2 separate regions of the Sus scrofa genome follow, and region 1 is linked to region 2. The links are chromatin contacts, called in public Hi-C maps. All regions are on one chromosome and are shown on one strand. Each heading gives the region's core, a stretch centred on a gene start, on an enhancer-like site or on the middle of the called end of the contact. The rest is flanking DNA. Distances are from core to core; before and after follow the strand shown. Region 1 holds the start of PEX11G (peroxisomal membrane protein 11C). Region 2 holds the start of PET100 (PET100 homolog).

Region 1 (3,265 bases), core at 447-2,946, 120 kb after region 2:
CTTTTTAGGGCTGCACCTGCAGCCTGTGGAAATTCCCAGGCTAGGGGTTGAATCGGAGCTGTAGCTGCCAGCCTACGCCACAACCACAGCAACGCTGGAACCTTAACCCACTGAGTGAGGCCGGGGATCAAATCCACGGCCTCCTGGATACTGGTCGGGTTCATTACTGCTGAGCCACAAGGGAAATTTTTTTTTTTTTTAAAGGAAATCAGTTGAGTGTCTGCTTCGATGCAGTGAGTTAAGAATTTGACTGCAGTGGCTCAGGTCACTGTGGAGGTGCAGGTTTGACCCCCAGCCCCACACAGTGGGTTAAAGGATCTGGAGTTGCTGCAGTTGCTGCAATTGGGTCACCATGGCTCAGATTCAGCCCCTGGCCTGGGAACTTCCGTATGCCATGGGTGTGGCCATAAAAAAAGAAAATGCATTGGATGTTATTAAAATTTGGAATTCCCTGGTGGCCTAGCTGGTTAAGGGTCCAGCATTGTCACTGCTGCTGCTCAGGTTCGATCCCTGACCTGGGAACTTCTCCAAGGATAATTCAAGTGTTGGCAAGAATATGGAGAAACTTTTTGTGCATTGCTGGTGGGAACCGAAAATGTCGTAGCCATTGTGTGGCGAAGGCGGGCAGCTGCATCTCAGATTTGACTTCTAGCCTGGGAACTTCCACATGCCACAGGTGCAGCCCTAAAAAGAAAGAAAAAAAGAGTGAACATTTAATCTCTTCCTAGTGACACCTAAAGAATGTGGCTTGTCATCTGGCTCTACAAGGATTGAGTCATTGGCTACTGCAGTTGCTGATCTTCACATACCCTGAAAGGAGTTCGGGGTGGAGATCAGGAATAAGTCTCTTGGTGTTCTGGGAGAAGTGGCAGGACAGGTTTTCAGTTAGGTATTTTCAGGACAAATTTTTTTATAAGCCTGGATTTTGGCCTCTAGGAAAAGCACTAAAACCCTTATCTGAGCTATCTGTTCCCAGTGACCAGCAGCAACCTTCTACTGAGATGTGTGCTCGATTACACATAATCTTCTCCAAAATCATGTTATGTACTGACCTCCCTCCCCCCATCTTTTCTGAGCAGCTCCTCAGAGCTGAGAGGCTGTCTCTTGGGCTATCGTCCTCAGTAAGTCCACAAGTAAAACTGAAACTGAGAGCTCTCACGGATGTGGGTTTATATTTCACTCAACACCAACCACCCAGTTTTCCTCTCAGGTGCCACTCTGCTAGGGAACTGTTGACTCTTGTCTATTCTTCTAGACTGATTCTGTAGCGTTTCCCTAACTTTCTAAAAATGTCTTATGTGAAAGGACAACAACAACCCATGCTCCCTATAGACAAACAGACAATGCGGAAAGGGGGAAGCAGAAAAATTAAAAAAAGAAAACTCCCTTCCTGGACCACAGCAAACACGTCGATGCTCTTGTTTGGATTTTTTTTCCTTTTTTTAATGTGTGTGTGTGGTTGGTTAACGTGGAAAACACGGGTTGCCTGGGGGCGGGCAGACGACAACGAGCTCCGAGGGCCGCCAGGGTGCACAAACCCGGAGAAGCGCGCACGTGCCAGCCCCAGAACTGCAAACCCTGTCTCTCCCAGAAACAGACAAAGGGCCGGTTCCGGAACAAAGAGTCGCAACCGCGTCTGCGCAGAACGTTCCGGGAGCGCGGCCTCGCGCTGAGTCCGCCCCCTGGCGCGCCGCGCAGACGTCACGGTGACGTCACAGCGGAGGCACCATGGCGGCCCTGAGCGGTCTGGCGTCGGCGCTGGAGTCGTATAGGGGCCGCGACCGCCTGGTGAGGCTGGGGTGGAACGCGGCCAGAGGTCCCGGAGTCGGATCAAAGCTCAGAGACTGGGAAACTGAAGCCAGAGAGGGAGCGGGGTCACTCAAGGTCCCCCATGGCAGAGGCCCTGTCGGAGCTGGGCTCCAACCCTGTCCCTTAGCGGTGGACATTTAGATTGTTCCGGCCGTCCCGTCGTGACTGGTCGGTTACAGTATCAACCAGATCCTGACGTTTGCACATTGGGATCCTACCAGATCACTGCAGTAGTTTGCATCCAAACAATATCATATGATTGAGGGTGTTGCAGGGCTCCCCCTATGGCTGGTCATTTGGGTTCTGACCAAACCCCCTTATAGTTGGACACTTAGGTTGTTCTGGCAGATTCAACCTGGCTGGACATTTCCATGCCAAACAGGCCTATGTTTTAGGATCTGACTAGGCCACTGTAGCTTTTCCCATGGTTATCCAAACAATCTCATATAGGAGAGTTCCCTGGTGGTCTAGTGGCTAAGGGTTTAGCATTGTCACTGCTGTGGCTGGGTTCAGTCCCTGGCCTGGGAACTTCCACATGCTGCGGGCACGGCCAAAATAATAAAATCTCACATAGGGATCTAAGATTTTGCAGGCCTTTCCCTGTGGCTGGATATTGAGGTTTGACCACATGACCTCTGGTTGGGCTTTTTAAAATTTATTTATTTATTTTGTCTTTTTGCCATTTTTTGGGCTGCTCCCGCGGTATATGGAGGTTCCCAGGCTAGGGGTCCAATCGGAGCTGTAGCCACCAGCCTACGCCGGAGCCACAGCAACTCAGGATCCGAGCCACGTCTGCGGCCTACACCACAGCTCACAGCAGTGCCAGATCCTTAACCCACTAATCAAGGCCAGGGATCAAACCTGCAACCTCTGTGGATTCGTTAACCACAGAGCCGCGACGGGAACTCCTGGTTGGGCATTTAGATTGTTTCTCCCAGGCCCCGAGGTCAGACTCTGAGCTCATCCCAATCAGTCTCCGGGAATGTACCAGTGGCAGGTATTTAGGTTCTAGTCAAATCCCCTATGAGTGGGTATTCAGGTTTTAAATGCCCCCAGGCTGGACATTTAAATTGCAACATTTTGCCATAACAAGGGTGCTGAAAAGGAATTATATGTGAAAATAATATATAGAACAATTAAAAAAGCAACTTCTAAAAGATGAGAGAGTTCTGTTGTGGCTCAGTGGTGATGAGCCCATGAACCCGACTAGTATACATGAGGATGCGGGTTGGATCCCTGGCCTCACTCAGAGGGTTAAGGATCCAGTGTTGCTGTGAGCTGTGGTGTAGGTTGCATATGCGGCTCAGATCCTGAGTTGTTGGCTGTGGTATAGGCCGGCAGTTGTAGCTCTGATTCAACCCCTAGCCTGAGAACTTCCATATGCCATGGGTGCAGCCCTAAAAAGCTAAAAATAAATAAATAAAAGCAGATGAGGAACTCCCCCGGTGCAATGGGA
Region 2 (3,672 bases), core at 6-2,505:
AGGAAGGAGTGGTATAAACACCTCAAGGCCAGGACCTCTTTCCCACCACCCTTCCCCTGGCCCCCCAGACTGTAGCTTCAGAGTCCAGCCTCTATACTGGAAGCCTGTGCCAATTACAACCAGGGTCTAAGTGGGATTAGGTTCAACCTTCAGGGAGAGGGCGGTAAGGAAACCACATGTCCCTCCACTCTCAGTCCCATCATGGCAATGGGGAGCCAGGCCCCTCTGTCCTCTGGCGGAAAGAAGAATATGTCTCTTACCTGGTCCTCCTTCTCGGGGGGCCACAGCTCCCTCTGTAGGGACAACAACACAGTTGGAGCCACAAGCCAGGAGCCTCCAGAGCCCCACACCAGGGCCGGGTCGGCTCAGGGGAGGCAGACACTGGTGCCCAGCAGATTGGTGCCCCCTACCCTCCCCCACCCCCTGGAATGAACCTGTGCCCACCTTGCGCTGTATGACATAGTCCTCAAACCACTCGGCCTGATTCGCAATCCAGAACATAGCCACAGGGAAGGTGAGGTAGATGGTCATCTGGAAGGGCAGGAGTCGGATGAGCAGGGCAAGGAACTACTACCTCTGCCCCCACTGTGTGGGGGCTGCTCAGGGCCTGGAGGACCATTCTCTGGCAGAGACCAGGGATACCCCTGCAGCCCCAGAACCCCCCAAAAATTCCCACCAAGGGTACAGAAGCCACACACCTTAAAAAGTCTAGCCCCATAATCCAAGAGTCCTTACTGCTGAAAGCCCCCTTTGAGGCCAGGAGATTCCCTTTCAAAGAAAGACATGCACACACACACAGGCCCCGGGAGCAGAAGAGCTCATAGAGCATAAAGGTATCTCTTTGAGACCTCATTATCCCACCCCCCGTCAGACCCCGGAGAACCCCCAACCCCAAAAGGTCTCACGCTTCAGTCTACACCCCTAAATCTAAGAGTGCCTGCCGCACACGCACCATGAGCCCGAGATCTGCTCCAGAGCCTGGAGCGTTTCTTCCTAGAGCCCCCTCCCTATATCCCCCCTCTCAGAGGGCCTTCCTCACATGAGCCCTCCCAGAGCCCCCAGCCCAGGGCCCCCTCTTCAGGGTTTCAACTGTAAAGGTTGAAAGGCTTTCGCCCCCAGAGCGCCATCTCTCGGAGGCCCCCCTTTTCAGAGTCTCCTCATCCAGAAAGACCCGGCGCCCAGCGGTCCAACCGCTCCACTGCTCACTGACCCGAAACACCTCCAGCTTCACGCCCATCTCGCTCCTCTTGGGCTTCAAAGCCGCTTCCGCCCAAAACCAACCTTCCAGCAAGACTGCCGCTCATTAGGGGTCGGCGGTCTCTAGTGCTGAAACCGATTGGCCTGAGGAACTCTCTGGATGACGTCATCTTCGGACGCTTCTTCCTGTTTCCGGTAGCTGGCGCTGTCTAAGAGAAAGTCAACAACTCAGGCCGCGCTATTGGGAAGGGTTCAACCAATAGGAAAACGGATCTGGCCAGAGAGGGCGGCCTTCAGTCTGAGACGTCATTATAGCGCGACTCCTGCCAGTACCTGGAGCGCCCGGAAAATGGTGGTGATGGCGCGGCTCTCGAGAACCGAGCGGCCGGACCTCGTCTTTGTGAGTTCGCGGCGGGGCCGAGGATGGCTCGCGTGGGCACTCTGAGGCTTAGATGCCTCAGGGCATTGGGGCCTAGCCGCCCGAGGGAACTAGGCTAGAGCTTTGTCGGCCCGAGGGTAGGAAGAGCATTACGGGCCGGAGACGGGGACCAGGCTAGTCAAGAGCAAAGGGCTGGTGCTGGAGACCAAGTGGTCTGAGTAAAGAGCAGGTGGTCTAGATTAAGGGCTTGGCGTCCTGGTCCTGCGGCGGAAATGGGAACGCGCAGAGAATGGGAAGGAAGGGAGACGAGCTAAATCTTGGGAGGCCTGATATTTGAAGTAAAGGCATAGTGACCAGTCTAGGGTTCTGGTTTCAGTGGTAAAGTCTTGGTGTCCTGGGTAGTGGTCTAGGTCATGAGCGTTATAGTTTCTGGGATAAAGGCTTGGCATCTGAGAGAGAACCCTGGAATTGGAAGTAAAGACCTAGTGAGGTGAAGCTGCTCAGGCGATGGCCAGTGGAATCCTGAAGACTCAAAGACTTGGTGTTTGGAGTGGAAGCCTGGCATCTCCATGAGATTCCTGGTGTCTGAGTTAAAGGCTAGGCATCCTGTCCAAACCTTTCTCTCTGAGATAAGGGTCTAGCTTCCAGCTTCTGGAGGCAGAATTGAGCTAGACTCTGACTAGCGGGAGCCTGAGGTGCCAAAGGTCTGGTGTCTGAGAAGAGGTATATTGTGAAGAGGTAAGACATGGTGTCAAAAACAACAACAACAACAACAAAAAAAAAAAAAACACCAAAAAACTTGTTGTCTAGGGCAGAGGCTTGGTGTCTAAGGAGGCTGCTGATCTGGGCCAGAGACTGGGTACCAGAAGAGTGATGTCTGGGTGGTAGTCTCATGTCTAGCCTAGAACCCCGTGACCAAGGAGTCTGATGGTCTGGCTCAGATTGTAAGCAGCAGAATTCTGAGGGGTGAAAGGATAGATCAGAGTCCTGGGATATGGGCATCTGGTGACCAGGCTCTGATGGTGGGAACTGGGACCTGGGTAGGGGTCCGGAGCTTGGCGTGGAGTGGTGCTGCCCTCAGGCTCTGAGGGTAGGGTTGTCTTCTCCCCGTTCATCGGCCCTGGCAGGAGGAAGAGGACCTCCCTTATGAGGAGGAGATCATGCGGAACCAGTTCTCCGTCAAATGCTGGCTCCGCTACATTGAGTTCAAACAGGGTGCCCCGAAGCCCAGACTCAATCAGCTGTACGAGCGGGCGCTGAAGCTGCTGCCCTGCAGGTGAGGTTGGCTGCAGCTGCTCTGCCTGTCTCAGCCCCACCCCACTTGTCCCATCACACCAGAGCTGGCTAGTAGGTCCCAGGTGATTGCTATGTGTGGCACCTTTGATTGGTGAGCACACTTTCCCTGCCCATCCCCCCATGGGAGACTTGTCACCCCTCCTCAGACCCCTTCTCCCAACACTTGTCTCCTGGGGCAGGGGGAGGGTTTTAGGATCTGTAAAGCTGACCAATCACTGCCTTCCCCCCTCCCCAGCTACAAACTCTGGTACCGCTACCTGAAGGCACGCCGGGCACAGGTGAAGCACCGTTGCGTGACCGACCCAGCCTATGAAGATGTCAACAACTGCCATGAGAGGGCCTTTGTATTCATGCACAAGGTGGGGAGAGGGCATGGCTGGGCCAGGGGATGAGTAGGGAGGCAGGGCTCAGAGTCCAGGGAGGTGGACAGGGCCGGGGGTTGGAGTCCTGTGCCTCTGTGCACTCAGGGTTGAGCTAGACTTAGTTCCAGGGGGACGGGGCTTCTGGGTCCTGCTGCACTGAACGTCTGGTGTCTTTGTGGCTCAGCTGAGGTGCTGGCTTCTCCCCTCTGCTTCCAGATGCCACGGCTGTGGCTAGATTATTGCCAATTCCTAATGGACCAGGGACGTGTCACACACACACGCCGCACTTTTGACCGCGCGCTCCGGGCATTGCCCATCACACAGCACTCTCGTATTTGGCCCCTGTACCTGCGCTTCCTGCGCTCACACCCCCTGCCTGAGACAGCTGTGCGGGGCTACCGACGCTTCCTCAAGGTAAGCCCCTTGCAGATGGGGGGC

The links. Hi-C and Micro-C count contacts between places; a contact is called where the count stands out from the background.
Region 1: a Hi-C map of mesenteric adipose tissue shows a contact between it and region 2, with 4 times the contacts expected there. The contact joins the promoter of PEX11G here to the promoter of PET100 in region 2. A contact is called at or near these places in 2 of 5 promoter capture datasets (fetal liver and liver), 4 of 47 Hi-C or Micro-C datasets (epiblast stem cells, heart right ventricle, mesenteric adipose tissue and 1 more) and 1 of 2 datasets of contacts at active chromatin or transcription factors (alveolar macrophages).

Annotation. Positions count from the first base shown.
Region 1 is chr2:71,637,593-71,640,857 of Sscrofa11.1, forward strand. It overlaps PEX11G (peroxisomal membrane protein 11C), which reads left to right and starts at 1,697. Exons shown (of 5, transcript XM_021083936.1): 1 at 1,697-1,788. The coding sequence starts at 1,729.
Region 2 is chr2:71,519,565-71,523,236 of Sscrofa11.1, forward strand. It overlaps PET100 (PET100 homolog), which reads right to left and starts at 1,256. Exons shown (of 4, transcript NM_001097466.2): 1 at 1,211-1,256; 2 at 445-531; 3 at 261-293. The coding sequence starts at 1,237. XAB2 (pre-mRNA-splicing factor SYF1) reads left to right here and starts at 1,470. Exons shown (of 19, transcript XM_003123151.5): 1 at 1,470-1,597; 2 at 2,704-2,852; 3 at 3,108-3,231; 4 at 3,451-3,648. The coding sequence starts at 1,547.